Linked DNA regions of Triticum aestivum: region 1 is linked to region 2. Evidence: chromatin contacts called from public Hi-C data. All regions are on one chromosome and are shown on one strand. The core of a region is the stretch at or near the end of the contact, and the rest is flanking DNA. Distances in the headings are between cores, read along the strand shown. Region 1 holds the start of LOC123088202 (LRR receptor-like serine/threonine-protein kinase SIK1). Region 2 holds the start of LOC123088201 (spastin).

Region 1 (3,621 bases), core at 151-2,650, 520 kb after region 2:
CCGTTGTTGTGATGTAGCCTCGGCAGTGTGTGACTTTTCGTCCGGGTGTGGACTCGGTCGCTCCTGTTTGCTCAAGACCCTCTTATGGTTGTCGTTGTGTTGCGTCGCTTAGTGCTCCTGGTGTTGTCTCGCCTCATCTTTGCTCAAGGTTGGCGCAAGATGCCTTTCAAACTTGCTAATCGTTCCGATTTTCTGTGGCGGAGCCCCAGTCGAGGTTCGTGTCTGGGATGACACTCGTTGATTGTGGATACTCCTGAGTTGTGCCAATGGGGGCTGGTATGCTCGCCATGCGTTCGGCTGTTTGCAAAGTGTTGGTATTGTGATCTCCCGACGACACCCCATATCTACTTGCGTCTCTCGTGGTGATAGTCTTATGTCTGCTAGCTTGGTCGTGCCTTGTACGGTTTTCAGACCGGTTTTCCTTATAATCGGGTCAATTTGTTAAGGTTTTCGATCCGGTTTTTCTTATAAACTGAATCACTCCTCTGGCATTTTGGTCACTTTGAGTAATATATTCAGGTGGAGGAACTCCCTTTCCCGGTGATTTTTTAAAAAAAAAAAAGAAATATGAAAGCATTTAGATCATTAATACAGAGGGAGCACAACTTGGAGACGACTTATCTATCGACAGAAGTGTGTGCTTAGAGTGCAGTACCTGTCCTTGTGCGCTATTGCGGTGAGCCGAACCTTCTTCACTACGTAGTAGTACATGATCGTCTAACGAACCACACTCAATCCAAGCCCCAGCCAGTTATTAAGGCAACCCAGCCCACCCGCCGTGGACGTGGCCGTTGTGATTCTGATGGGCCACGCAACATTCATGCACGCTCGTACCTCCTTCACCCACCTTCCATCGATCACGCCGTCGATCTCACCTCACCTTGAGATCCGTCGACCGATGCAGGGCCGGTCCGTCGCCGTCCGTCACGGCCGCCGCATGACCCCGGCTCCCTCCCCGTCGTCCAAACCCGCCCGCCCTTAAACCCCAAGCCGGGCCCACCCGCAGCCGCCGCGGAAGGCAGCCCACGGGAGCCAATCCCGTTTCGCGCGCGAACCAGGCCTTCTCAACCATAACCCCCTCCCCCCTAAACCCCGGTGGTAATCACCGACGCGCGGGCCCGGCCCGCCTAATCGCAGCCCACCAATCTACTACCTACACAGCCTGGCCACCGGGCCCGCCGGGGCCCGCATGTCATCGTCGCGGTAAAAGCCGCGGGGGGCAGGCAACAGGCGGGCGTTCGAAAGGGAACGGGAGATCCACGCTCGTACACGACGTATAGCTGGCCATCTTCGCTGACACGGTGGGCCCCGCAGCGCCAGCCTTACCCGCCTCCTCGCTCCCCTCGCTCTCTCTCTCTTGGCACCACACCACCCGCGCTGGCTCTGCTGCCCCTGCAGCCCCCCGAAAGCAACCACAGTCACGTCGCCATCCGTCCGTCCGTCGCCAGCCACGACAAATACATTGCCCCCCCTCCCCCTCCCCCTCCGACTCGCTCCCCATCCACTCCATCCATCCATCCATCCATTCACCAGATGGGACTGGGTCTGGGAGCAAGAGCGGCGGCGGCGGCGGTGGTGGTGGAGCAGTGGTGGTAGTGGCTTCCGCGGTCGTCCGGAGAGGAGGTTTCTTGGCCCCGTAGCGAGTGAGCAGTCGACGGAGGGAAGCTGCTCGTCGGAATGGCGCAGTCGTCGTTGCGGCGGTGGGCGGCGAGGGTGGTGGCGTTGGTGGTGGTTCTTGGGCTGTTGTTGGCGGCGGCTGCGGCGGAGGAGGGAGATGGAGGGGGAGGGGACGGGGCGGCGCTGATGGCCCTCAAGGCGGGCTTCGGCAACGCCGCCAACGCGCTCGCCGACTGGGACGGCGGCCGCGACCACTGCGCCTGGCGGGGCGTCGCCTGCGACGCCAACTCCTTCGCCGTCCTCTCCCTGTACGTGCCCCCTTCCTCCCTCCCCTCTTCTTCTTGTGCTCCTCCGGCTGGCATTGCGGCGCCATGACAAGTGTTTACCTTTGCCTTTTTCTTTTCTCTTTCCGCCGTTCGATTCTTGGCCGTCCCTCTTTCTTGTCTGTGAATGCTCGCTTGCTCTTTGAAAACTTGCTGCTTGCTCCTGCTGCACATCTGAAAACAAAATAAATGTGCTTTCTCTTTCTCAGGGGACCGATTATCCCCTCGGTTCGTTCTCGCACAACAAATGATCCTCTGTTTGTTTCGCTACTTAAGTGTCCTCGAGTACTATTATTTATCTCTGACGAGTGATTGATTTCCTCCATGAAAAATATATATATGCAGGAACCTGTCAAATCTGAACCTGGGTGGGGAGATCTCGCCGGCGATAGGGGAGCTCAAGGCCCTACAGTTCATGTAAGCAGCACAGCGCACCACCACTCCCCCCTCCCCTTGCATCTTCTTAAGATTTTGTGCATTTGACGGCGCCTGAATCTTCCCATCCCCCTCTCTCTCCTTCTTTAAAATATCCATCCGATTTGACCCCTCATGCCGTGATGTGACAAAGCTTCTATACTATTTTATATATCAAGCCTACCAGCCTACCACACCCTCCTTGATTTGATTAATTTATCTCGGCCCTAATAATGATTTGCTTGCTTTGCTTTGCTTGTGCAGGGATCTCAAGGGGAACAAGCTCACAGGCCAAATCCCAGACGAGATTGGGGACTGCGTCTCCTTAAAATACTTGTACGCCACCCAATCCGGGTCTTCTTTTATTGTCCTACTTAGTACTATACTCCCTCCCACCTTTTTGCTGTAGAGATGGATATGGTTCTTGCTAGTACCAGTAGTATTTTTATAGTTGACCTGTGCCTCTTCTTGCGTGTGTATGTGTGTGTGTGATACAGGGATTTGTCCTTCAACCTGCTGTATGGAGACATCCCCTTCTCCATCTCCAAGCTCAAGCAACTCGAGGATCTGTAAGCACTGGATCATCATTTGTTTATCTTGCCTGTCCTTTTGGCACAGCCATGCCTTCTTCTGAGAATTTGATCACTTTTTGTTTTGGGTTATACCAATGAATGATAGGCTACTTGCTTTTATCTGTTTTTATGGACATTTTTGGGGCGCAAAGCATGGTTTGGGGTTATAACAGAAATATTGCTGTGAAACTAGTTTGAGTTTTGATTCACTGTGGCTTATGGATTGCTGTCAAGTTTCTATGGTTTAGAGTGCTTCAGTTAAGATGTTTACTTTTCTCTTTACTCTGGCTGCAGGATTCTGAAGAACAACCAGCTCACGGGACCCATCCCTTCCACACTGTCCCAGATTCCAAATCTCAAAATCTTGTGAGTTTCCTAGTTACCTTTCATTCCTCGTGACTCTACTTATTGTTGGATTCTTTGGCAAACTTGATGATCTTCCTCTTCTTACCTACCCTTTTGTGTTACAGTATGCATACTGCCTTAAAAGTGTTCATCTTGGGGACATTTTCCTTTTCTGCCTCATGTGGTTCTTAGTACTGAAAATTATCATTTCTCTACTTGGAATAGGGATCTGGCGCAGAACCAGCTTACAGGCGACATCCCAAGGCTAATCTACTGGAATGAAGTTCTGCAATACCTGTAAGAAATTCCCCTGCATCATGTTGATTTTGCTTACTGATTCGCTCGGGAGT
Region 2 (3,699 bases), core at 4-2,503:
TATCAAGAGAATTGGCAATGGGGAGGACACATTGATCTGGACAGAGAATTGGCTGCCAAGGGATGAGATGCTCAAACCATATGGATGCATGGCGCCTTAGCACGTAGCAGAGATTATTGACCTGACAACAGCATCCTGGAACATGTAGAAGTTACGCGAGGTATTCCTTCCCTTCGATGCAAAGATAATAGTTGGAATCCCACTCTGTACTAGAAATGTTCCTGATTTTTGGTGTTGGCACTTTGAGAAAAATGGACAATTTTCAGTCAAATCAGCCTACAACATGTTGGTTGCTACTAGACGTCGAAGGGAGGCATGGCTTGAAAGTTCAGCGGACTCGTCGGGTATCAGGGGAGAGGAAAAGCATTGGAAAATGTTGTGGAATACTCAAGTCCCAGCAAAAGTAAGGATGTTCCTATGGAGGCTGTCCAAGCAATCTCTGCCAATGAAAGATGTTCGTGCTCACCGACACATGTCAAACACATCTATGTGCGGTCTCTGTGGTTCTCCTAATTCTTGGCAACACTCCCTGCTGCAGTGTACAATGGCAAGATGCACTTGGGCACTGGTGGACGAGGAACTTGTGCAGTCTTTGATCTCGAATTCAAAGCAACATGCAAAGCACTAGCTTTTTTCTCAGATTGACGCGTTATCACATGAACATTTTGTGAAGCTTGCTGTCACTTTATGGGCTATATGGACAACAAGAAGAAAGGCAATTCATGAGGGTGTTTTCCAAAGTCTGTAATCAATATACTCCTTCACTACGAGATTCATCAGTGAACTGCAGATAATCAACGAGAAGCAGTCCAACATTTGTTCAGTTCCTGTAGCGAACAGAAATGGATGTGTACTTCTTTTTCCTGTAAATTCATTTTTGGAAGTCGGCCGAGTAATGTAGAAGCTCATAGGTTAGCTAGATTTGCTTTCAATTTAGCACCTGGGAGTCATGTGTGGTTTGGCCAACCTCATGACGAAACTGTTATCCCACATTTTGTGGTCTTTGATTAATAAAGATTAGGCTTTCCCTAAAAAACCAAAAAACGAAAAAAAACGGGTATTGAAAATGCCTGTATGTCCCATCAAAAAAAGAAAAAAGTAAATACCTTTTAGGCTATTTGGCGACCTAGGCGCCCAATAGGATCGCGCCCATCTGGGGTAGGCTGGGCCGAGAGTGCGGACATGTCTTTCGGGCCAGAACAACAGTGTGAAGTTAACCGGACGAAAGATACCATCCGGCCCGAGAAACGGCAGCGTCAGCCCACGGAGGAGATGCGTGCCGCGGGGGGACTAGACTCCTCTCCGGCCTCTCCCTCCCCCAACAACCCCAAGGCCCCACGCAAACCTCCCCCATCCCCACTCCTCCGGCGAATCTCCGACGATGCTCCCCCGCGCCGGCGCATGAGCTTCCTCCGCGCGCTCGCGGACTCCCTCTCGTCGCTCCTCTTCGCGCCGCCGCCCATGGACGCGGCGCCGTCGGCGGCGGCCGTGGTGGGGGAGCGCGTGGCCGTGAAGCTGCGCGGCTACTTCGAGCTGGCCAAGGAGGAGATCGACAAGGCCGTGCGCGCCGAGGAGTGGGGCCTCCCCGACGACGCCGAGGCGCACTACCGCAACGCCCTCCGCGTCATGCTCGAGGCCAAGGCCGCCCGCGTCCCCGACGCCGTCTCCTCCAGGTCCCCTCTCTGATTCCCTCCCTCCGCTGCGGGTTACTACTTGATTAGGTTTGATTGAGGTCGCTGATTGATGTGCTGTGTGGTGGTTTGCAGCGAGAGGGGCCAGGTGAGGGTGTACCAGGACAAGATCGCCAAGTGGCAGACGCAGGTGGAGGAGCGGCTCAGGGTGCTCGGCCGGAGGAGTGGTGAGCCTCTCCGCTCCTCTTCGTTTCCTCCCCAGTTTTGCTGGCTTCTCAAATTTGTGCGCATGTGAAACTTGTTCAGCGATGTGTGTGCACTTCTCAGTCCAGAAACATTAGAAGCAGCCAACATTCTTGTGGGCATAGCTGTAGTTTGTTGTGTTAATCACTTCATAATTGTGTGAATTTAGGGGTAAATACCTATATGTTTCCATTAGTGAATTGTACATTTCCCTACTTTTGCAATTGTGGACTATAATTCATTGCGAGTTCATACATTTCCTTACTATTGCAATTGTCGACTTCAATTAGTTGGATTTAACTCTGTTTCATTTTTTCTGGTATTGTAGGAGCGGCTGCACCAGTCCCTAAGAAGGTATAAGCTTCTACTAGTGTTGAATTTTTACACGTGGTACATGTTTTGCCTGGTAGCTTCAACTGTCTAGTCTCTATTTGATACATTCTGAATTGATTTGTACCTAGCATTTAAGTGAAAACGATTGCGGCATGTTATTTGCTTCCTTCCCGGTTAACAGCGTTTTACTGATCTGTTGATTTGGTACTGCTGCAGTCCTACTTTATCAATCCAAGTCTGCTCGCTATGGATATGTTGTTCTTGTGAATCCTTACGATTAGGAATGCTAGTATAATGTATCTACTTGAGTACTTGTTACGTGCGGTAGCCAACATTGATCAAAATAAGTTGTTTTAAGAAAAGGAAAGCTAGCTAGATGCCTGGGTTACATAGTTATATATTGAGGTTATTAAGTGTATTTTCTTTTTAGGGAGTACTTTGCAGCGAGTGCATTGGTCGAAAACTCCTCCATTACAATGTGCGCTATCTCTGCAGGTTGTTACAAACAATCAAGTAAATAGGCCTGAGAGACTAGCATCAACTAGCTCCCGTAAGTCAGCTTTGCAGTCTAACCCCACCTTTAACAGAGGTGGTCAAGCATCCTCTCATCAGAAGAATAGCGTTGGTGGATCCAAGCCAGTGCAAAGAGCTGGTGGAAAGGATGATGACAAGCTTGTTGAAATGATAAATACAACAATCGTGGATAGAAGTCCATCTGTCAGATGGGATGATGTTGGTATGCAACCATTGACTTTCTTTGTGTGTTCTGGCTCAAGCCCAGTTATTAATCATGGTGTCATTATTCTCTGGTTTGATCTGTAGCTGGTCTGGACAAAGCAAAGCAAGCACTCATGGAAATGGTTATCTTACCTACTAAGCGAAGGGATTTATTCACTGGTCTTCGGAGGCCTGCGAAAGGTAAACTTGTTTGTGCTGAAGGTTTCCCTTCTCTGGATCTTTTCTAAAATTCATAACTATTCTTCAGGGCTGCTTCTCTTTGGTCCTCCGGGGAATGGGAAAACAATGCTTGCCAAAGCTGTTGCTTCAGAATCTGAAGCAACATTTTTTAATGTTTCAGCTTCTTCGTTGACATCAAAGTGGGTATGTAATTGTTATGTATGTTACTTTGTCAGATACTTGCATATTTCGCTGTCTGAACCTTATTTCGTTGGCAAAAACAGGTAGGGGAAGCTGAAAAGCTTGTTCGGACACTTTTCATGGTTGCTGTCGAGAGGCAACCGTCTGTTATTTTCATGGATGAGGTCCTCATTACAAACCTTACCATTCAAATTTTGTTGAAATTATGTACTAGTAATATTTATTTATTTATTCTTATTATTAAGCTTGTCGATGTTATTTTGACCATGCTATCACAAGTTGTTCGGATAGGGAAATTGGTCGCTTGTCATAATTTGACATGGGAGGAGTCCGTTAAGAGAGACCTGAAGGATTGGAGTATCACCAAAGAGCTAGCTATGGACAGGGGTGCGTG

Evidence for each region. Hi-C and Micro-C count contacts between places; a contact is called where the count stands out from the background.
Region 1: a contact with region 2 is called in a Hi-C map of leaf, with 2.7 times the contacts expected there. The contact joins the promoter of LOC123088202 here to the promoter of LOC123088201 in region 2. A contact is called at or near these places in 2 of 5 Hi-C or Micro-C datasets (both in leaf).

What each region holds. Positions count from the first base shown.
Region 1 is chr4A:695,616,461-695,620,081 of IWGSC CS RefSeq v2.1, forward strand. It overlaps LOC123088202 (LRR receptor-like serine/threonine-protein kinase SIK1), which reads left to right and starts at 1,401. Exons shown (of 28, transcript XR_006441744.1): 1 at 1,401-1,925; 2 at 2,286-2,357; 3 at 2,619-2,690; 4 at 2,852-2,923; 5 at 3,221-3,292; 6 at 3,497-3,568.
Region 2 is chr4A:695,092,948-695,096,646 of IWGSC CS RefSeq v2.1, forward strand. It overlaps LOC123088201 (spastin), which reads left to right and starts at 1,254. Exons shown (of 13, transcript XM_044510392.1): 1 at 1,254-1,673; 2 at 1,767-1,858; 3 at 2,203-2,228; 4 at 2,703-2,943; 5 at 3,030-3,125; 6 at 3,193-3,308; 7 at 3,389-3,469. The coding sequence starts at 1,273.